Linked DNA regions of Solanum lycopersicum: region 1 is linked to region 2. A link is a contact called in public HiChIP or PLAC-seq data. All regions are on one chromosome and are shown on one strand. Each heading gives the region's core, a stretch centred on a gene start, on an enhancer-like site or on the middle of the called end of the contact. The rest is flanking DNA. Distances are from core to core; before and after follow the strand shown.

The links. HiChIP or PLAC-seq counts read pairs in DNA pulled down with a chosen protein or histone mark.
Region 1: a contact with region 2 is called in an RNA polymerase II HiChIP or PLAC-seq map of leaf, with 7 times the contacts expected there. The contact joins the enhancer-like site here to the promoter of ARF19A in region 2. A contact is called at or near these places in 1 of 1 promoter capture datasets (leaf), 6 of 8 Hi-C or Micro-C datasets (leaf and leaf mesophyll) and 1 of 1 datasets of contacts at active chromatin or transcription factors (leaf).

Annotation. Positions count from the first base shown.
Region 1 is chr7:8,727,196-8,730,939 of SLM_r2.1, forward strand. No RefSeq gene overlaps it. Among protein-coding and RNA genes, the nearest start is that of LOC101252789, 12 kb to the left of the region's middle. Within about 2 kb of position 2,411, at least 2 of the 2 cell types and tissues checked have open chromatin away from gene starts, as enhancers often do. A contact at or near this core is called in leaf, where this site is marked.
Region 2 is chr7:8,685,898-8,689,845 of SLM_r2.1, forward strand. It overlaps ARF19A (auxin response factor 19a), which reads right to left and starts at 1,337. Exons shown (of 13, transcript NM_001247811.2): 1 at 1,157-1,337; 2 at 461-573. The coding sequence starts at 1,223.

The DNA of each region.
Region 1 (3,744 bases), core at 1,161-3,660, 42 kb after region 2:
TAAGGGTTTCATCATTTATAGCCTACTAGTAATATTTGTTATTTTTTTGTTTCGTTTTATGTGATATCGATACAATTTAAAGAATTAATTAAATTTTAATATGGTTTTTAAATATTTTAAGTTGTTAATCATTATAAATTATAGTACATTTTACGTAATTTTTAAATAATATATATTATTTTCCTTATCTTAATATATACCGAGCAAATAAAATTTCAAAAGTAACTTTAATAATTGAGATTTACAATATTTTTTTACATAATTTTAAAATTAAATAAGACATATTACCTCCTTTATCCCATTTTATGTGACACACACAGATTAATTTTATGAATCAATAGATTTTTTTTTTAAGCAATCGATCTTTTTATATGTTTTTTAAAAATATTTTAAGTTATCTATTATCATGATTTATAGTATTTATTATGAAATATTTAAATATATGAAAAATTAAAAAATAATATTATCAAATTAAAAACAAAGAAAAATAGATAGACAAATATTTATGTAAATATAAAACCACACAAATAAAACAGACGTACGATCATTACACGCAGATTATTCACACTTATATATAAACATAAATAGTAGATATCGGAACATTATAGTGATGGTAGTCTTCCTTACTATGGTACATACAATATAGACCAAACTTATTTCTGGTAAAAATAAATAATAGTGTTTTGGTCCGTTTGGATGCAATTTAATTGTTTTATGAAATATCTATTCCGCTTATTCTTAGTATATTCTATTATAAATTAAAAAGTATTTATTTAGATTAATAAATTAAAAACATTTCTAACTTTACATCTGTTTTATTACTATTGTTGAATGTGAAGTACTATAATTGTTTTAAATTTATTTTTTTAGCATATAATAATAATTAAGAAAATAAATAAAATTATCAGTATATTTCAAATCAAACATAGATGAAGAAAGTATTTATTATGTGTAATGAAATCATATAGTTTTTTTTTTGGTGTTACAACCTACGACCTAGTTTTAATGATTACATCAATTAAAATTGAGAAAATGCACAAGTATCTTTTTAACCTACGCTCGAAATTTAATAAACACATTTATATTGTACTAAGGTCCTATTATTCCCCTAGACTTATTTTATAAGTAATTTTTCTACCCTTTTCATCCTACGTGGCACTAGCTCGAAAAAAAAAGTCAGCTAGCGTTGGGCTCACAAGATAGTGCCACGTAGGCTTAAAAGGGATCAAACATTATTAATAAAATAAGTTCAAAGGGGTAATAAGACTTTAGTATAGTATAAGTGTGTCGCTTAGTTTCAGGCATAAATTGAGAGGGTACTTGTGCATTATCCTATTAAAATTAGATCACATCTTCTCATAGTATAGTGTCCAAAATGAAGCTTCATTAATTGGAAAAATTATAAGACAAGATAATATTTTGAAGAGAACTATACAACATCAATATATTTTGCTAGTGGTAATTAGGTACTCACAATTTTCTTGAATATATACGCTGCATGTCTAAAAGAGCACACTAGTTGAACGAAAATTATTAAAGTATATTCTACTCGTTTAAGAGTTAATTATTTAGATACATTTAAGTTTGTAATATTACGTATCTTATGAAATTTTAGTGTGTTTAGATACATGTATCTCAAGATATATGAGGTCAAAATCAAGTGTAATTTGTTCTAGCTAGACACATTGTATGTAAGTGGATTCGTATGCAAATGCGATACATAACAATTCTCGCTCTCCACTCTCCTATGTATCTTGTATACCAAATACATGTAGATCATACCAGATACATACCATACAAATACATATATCTATTGTGTATGTAGTGTGATCCGCATGTATCTGAGATACATAATGAATCTTGTTGGTCACTCTCCTGTGTATCTAGTTATGTGAATCATACAAGATATCTACCATACAGATACATGTATCCAATGTGTATCTACGGTGATCTGCATGTATCTGAGATACATAACGAATCTCGTTTGTCTCTCTCTCTATTTTAGTATATTTTGTAGCAAAAATACATGTATCTAAGTGTATCTTCCTCAATATATAGTATGAAACTGTCAATTAATGGCGAAATACGTAACATTTTGAAAGTATAGATAACACTGGTATATATGGGAGTTATGATGTATGTCTATATAGTTTTTCCTTTTTATTATATGGTTGAGACAAGATTGAAAGGAAGAACAAGGGCCACATAAACAGAATGGAAGAGTTGTTATAAGTAGCCAAAATTAGCATTAAATGCAAAAACACATAGCTGCCAAGTTTTGGATCCCACAGGACAGCTCAAAGGAATAGATATCACTCATCATAATCAAATAATGCATGTGCTACTGATCTAGACAAACCCTTTGGTTCTTTTGTAGGGTATACCCTATATTTATGGGGTTTGGAGAGGTCAAGTTATTGTTTCCTTGACTTGATTTGGACATGTAATTGATATATGATAGAGACAATGTTGTCTTCACACCAAGAGAATACCTCCTATATAAAAAAGTAAATAAAAAAACAAGTGTGTGGGAGGGGAGTGAGATGAATTCAGAATTTAAAATGTAATCGGTTCAATCAACCAAGTTCTTTGAGACATGAGTTCAATGTATAATGTTTGTACACTCGTTTCTATGTTTAGTTTATTTGTTAACTCGATCTCTGCTTAGCAATATATATATATATATATATATATATATATATATATATATATATATATATAAAAGTAAATACTATTTTCACAAGGAGATCAAGATACCAATTACAATCATTTTTTCAATGTTCTCTTGCAAGATTATATTCAAAGTTTAATTTGAATATGAATTAGCTAAACTCACTCTTAAGATTCTAGGTAATTGTACTATTTTCACAAGGAGATCAAGATACCAATTACAATCATTTTTTCAATGTTCTCTTGCAAGATTATATTCAAAGTTTAATTTGAATATGGATTAGCTAAACTCACTCTTAATATTCTAGGTAATTGTATTCCTTGACCCATTAAAGCAATGACAAGAAATGAAGTTGACATGCAAAGAGTCACAACAAGGTCCATATCATACTAGTTGTTGTGATATGAGTGGAAATGGGATAATATCCTAATCTTATTGATCCAATATATCTAGACAATGACCAATTTTCAAATGAAAAAGAATTCTTTTGTTCAAAGTATGTGTTGTGCATGAAATCTTTTCTTTGAAAAGAAAAGGTCAATAGAGGTTTTGTCCTCAAAATTCAAAAACTAAAGTCTTAACCTTTTCTTAAAAAAATTTTAGTCCTGCAAAAGTAACTTTATTATTGTGAGAAAGAATAAAGGATTTGGAACCAAATATGTAAAAGGAATGAGGATAGGCCAAAGCTCAAAGTTGGTGTCCTTTCAACTTCCTATCTTCCTTAGATTTTCTGCTACCTACTTATTATAAGTTGTTGCGTCTAATCGAGGAGATGTTTGATTATGAAAATTATAATTTCTTATTTTTGAGTTAAAATTTAAAATTATCTTTAAATTTTTATATGGAGCAGTAATAGTTTCTGTGTGCAATATAAGTGCACTTTTAATATGCCTTTCCCAAATTTTGATCTATTTTTCAACATTAATTTTATTCACAATTTATGTATGAAATGTTCAATCACCTTTTTATATATTTGGTAGAAACTATAACTCCAGCTAAGAAAAGGTGAGAAGAGGGACAAGTTATTTTGTTTGGTAAAAATATTAAAGTAGCTAACAATGAGAAGTTCATCA
Region 2 (3,948 bases), core at 87-2,586:
GCAACATCATAGTCAAAGATACTAAAAGATGATGTTTCCTATCTTTTTCATCTTTGTTCTTTTTCTAAAACCGTGTGGTAAAATACATAGTGTATGCACGTGCACATGTAAGCATTTACATAAACAAATAACAAATTCTCCAATAAAATACAACTATAGATACTGACACAAATTGCATGTTACACCAAAAAAGATAATACAATAATAGATCAACAAAAAAATTAAATAAATTACTCTTTACTAGAACATGGACATAAAAATACATTTCTACTATCAAAATCAAATAGTAACACCAAAGGTAGTGAATTTTTTTTTTAATAATTGTGCACCATAACGGCTCACGTTAGCAAATAGTCGCATATAAAAAAATTTATTTTTACCGACACATTATTATATCAAATTTATATTTTAATATTATTATTTTTCACCCACTTTATTAATCGCGAAAATAAAACTAGACCTGTTCACTGTGGCCTTGTGGAAAATAAACAACGTGGGTCCCAGCTGCCGGTAAGTTCACCAGAGGACCGGCGCAGGCCTGCCATAGCTCTGGATTTATGCTTTTCTTCTCCACTACAATAAACAAATACAAAAATTAAAAAAAAAATATTTTCCAAAAAAATAAATTACTGGTAATATAAATTGAAAAAGTATGAGATTTTTTTTCTCACTTTTTTTTTTTAGGAAAAAAAAGACTTGCGTTGCTTATTACTTTCCCATCTATTTATTATTTGTTGTTTTTATCTAATTTCCAAAAATTAAATTAATATAATTTTTAAAATAAAAATTTAAATATTTCAAAATTATATTGAAAATACTATAAATTTAAATATAAAAAATATACCGGCTTCAAAAATTAATAAACTATGATAATTAAAAGTGAACGTATATGGAGAGAGCAACTTTTATCAAACGCGCAAGTGTTTCCATTTTGCTTTGCAATGAAAAGAAAAAAAATATTTTTCCAGGAAAATTTCATGTGTAAAGGAAAAAAAAATATGCACTTTTGAAGAAATAGACAAAAATAAATAAATTGAGAGAGAGAAATTGATTTATTCGATGATTCAACGATTGTTACAATGCATCGAGAAAGTATATACCTAAGAAAAAAAATTAATAATAATATTTATACAAAGGCAAAAACATAGTGACAGACCTTCACCAGGATTCCCGTTAACAGTATGCTGCTGCTGAACTCCGGCAGTATTCACCGGTGTTTTCATTTTTCTATCTTTTCTCCGATCAACAAAAAAAAATTGAAATTAAACTTCAGATATTATTTTCACCGGAGATTCATTTTTTTTAAGCTTTTAGATCTGACGGGAAGACGATTGTGCGTTTTCCGGTGACCGGAAAACGAGAAAATAAGAAGGGTGAAGGAGACAAAGTAAGGGTTTTGTGAATAAAGAGGTGTGTGTAGAGAATTGGAGAGACCAAATGCTGCAATTTAGCTTTAAATTGGCCCCTTTTTTACCAGACACAGAGCACACAACACATAAACACTATCTTTTTCTCTCTCTAATTTGCTCTGTTTTTCTCTTTGGAAATGGCTTTTGCCCCTTTTTCTCTTTCTCTTACTATTCTTTGTGTGGATAAATAATATATATAATATATATATATATATATGTATGTATAGTTTTTTTTTCTTTTTTTATATTTTATTTTGTGTTTCTTGGTTATGGCCTAGCAAAGTTGACCATTGAGGTGAAACTTGACAAAAGGATGTGTAATAATTTCTATCTTGTTTATACTGTATGATTAAATATAATGATCTTTTTTTTTTAATATACGATCAAATATGATGATCACTTTTTTCTTTTTTTATAGTGATGTTTTGATATTTGTGTTGGAGTTTGATTAATTTTGATTTGTATTGTATATGATTTTATTAAGGAGTATGTTTTTTATTATGATTTTTTTTATATTTACAGTTTGAATTTGAGATAATTGATTAAGAGAGGAGGATGAATGGTGTTCACTATTTTTTGGTGATTCTATAGCTTCTCTTTAATGTGCAAGCGTTTGGTTATAGATTTTTAATTATATTTTGAAAATTTAGTTTTAAAACTTGTTTGATCATGAAATTTTGATCAGATTTTAAATTTTGTTCATTAAATATTAAGTTTTCAAATTTATGTTTAATTTTTGGGAGAAATTTTGCTTTGACTCATAAAATTTTAAGAAGTTTTCTAAGTAAAAAAACACACTCAAACATGATTTCATGCTTTAAAATTTCAGTGAGCGTTTGATCGTATTGTATTATAAAATGGAAAAAATATATATTTTTAAAGTGAAAAAATAATATTTATAAGTTGGAATTGTGTATGACTATAATTATAAATGAAGTTATCTTTGACTTTTTGTGAATAACTTAAAAATAAAAATGAAGATATTTTTATTTTTCGAATTCTTAAAAATTCTTATACTCAATTTTTAGTTGAATTTTAAAGTTTTGATCACCAAAAGTACTTTGAAATTTCACTCTTTTTTTTAATATATGATCAAATATAATGATCACATTGTTTAATATATGTTTGATATTTTTGTCTGAATTTGATTAATTTTAATTTATATTACATAAGGCTCTATTAAGAGAGTGTTTTCTATTAAGAATTCTTTTTTATATTTACAGTTTGAATTTAAGAAATTTAATAAAGGAAAGAGAAGTAATCACATCCACTCTATTTTATCTTTTTGTGATTCTTCTAAAAAAAAAATCATTATAGCTCTCTTTAATGTGTAAACATTTGGTTATAGATTTTTTATTATATTTTGAAAATTTAGTTTTTAAAATTTATTTTATCATAAAATTTGATTAGATTTTAAAATTTTATTCATCAAATATTAAGTTATCAAATTTTGGTTTAATTTTTGGGAGAAATTTTGCTTCGACTCATAAATTTTTAAAAAGTCTTCTAAGTAAAAAACATATCCAAACATTATTTCATGTTTTAAAATTTTAGTGGGTGTTGAATCATATTTTATTATAAAATTAAAAAATATACATATTTTTTAAGTAGAAAATAATATTTATAAGTCGTAGTTGTGTATGGCTATAATTATAACTGAAATTATCTTTGACTTTTTGTGAATAATTTAAAGTGAAAAATAAAATTTTTCTTTTTCAAATTCTTAAAAATTCTTATATTCGATTTCAAGATGAATTTTAAAATTTTGATGACCAAACGTACTTCAAAATTTCACTTTAAAAATATTTTTCCATGACCAAAAAATTCCAATTACAAATTTTTATAACCAAATGAAAGCTCAGTCTTCTTTCTATCTCCAGATGAAGAGATTCCTCTTGATCCATTTATAACTTTTTCCAACTTCTTTCTATAATTTAATTGTTCATAAATATCCAAGATATTATAGACTAAAAAAAAATTTGATTTTCATTTAGTTAAACTTTGTATCAAATCAACAGTGTTGTAAAATTGAGATACAAAAAACATGTGTTTTAGTTTGGAGAAATTAAAGATTCTAAATTGAAAATGCACCTAATATACTAAAACAATTTAAATCTTATAATATTAAATATGTTATGAATGTTACTATAAAAATTACTAGTAGATATAAAAACGTACACCCCTTTTTTATATAAATTTGAAAAAAAGGTAAATACTCATTTGAAAATTGAATTCAACAAGATAAGAAATATTACGCACTAAAAAGTAGTCTTAATAATTTAGTATTTTCTTATAATATATTAAGAAATAGATTTGTTCTTGGCTGCAATAATTACTTTGTAACATTGGTCCTCAATTTTCACAATTAGCAACAACATTGTTATCCTTTGATTAACAATTTAGAATTCCTACAAAAAGAAAATAACCAATATTTAATAATTAAATTTTATCAAATCAAATTCTATATTATTAATATATTTATAATTTTAACCATAATCAAACGATCAATCAATTTTTACCTCTATAAAAAAAATGAGGA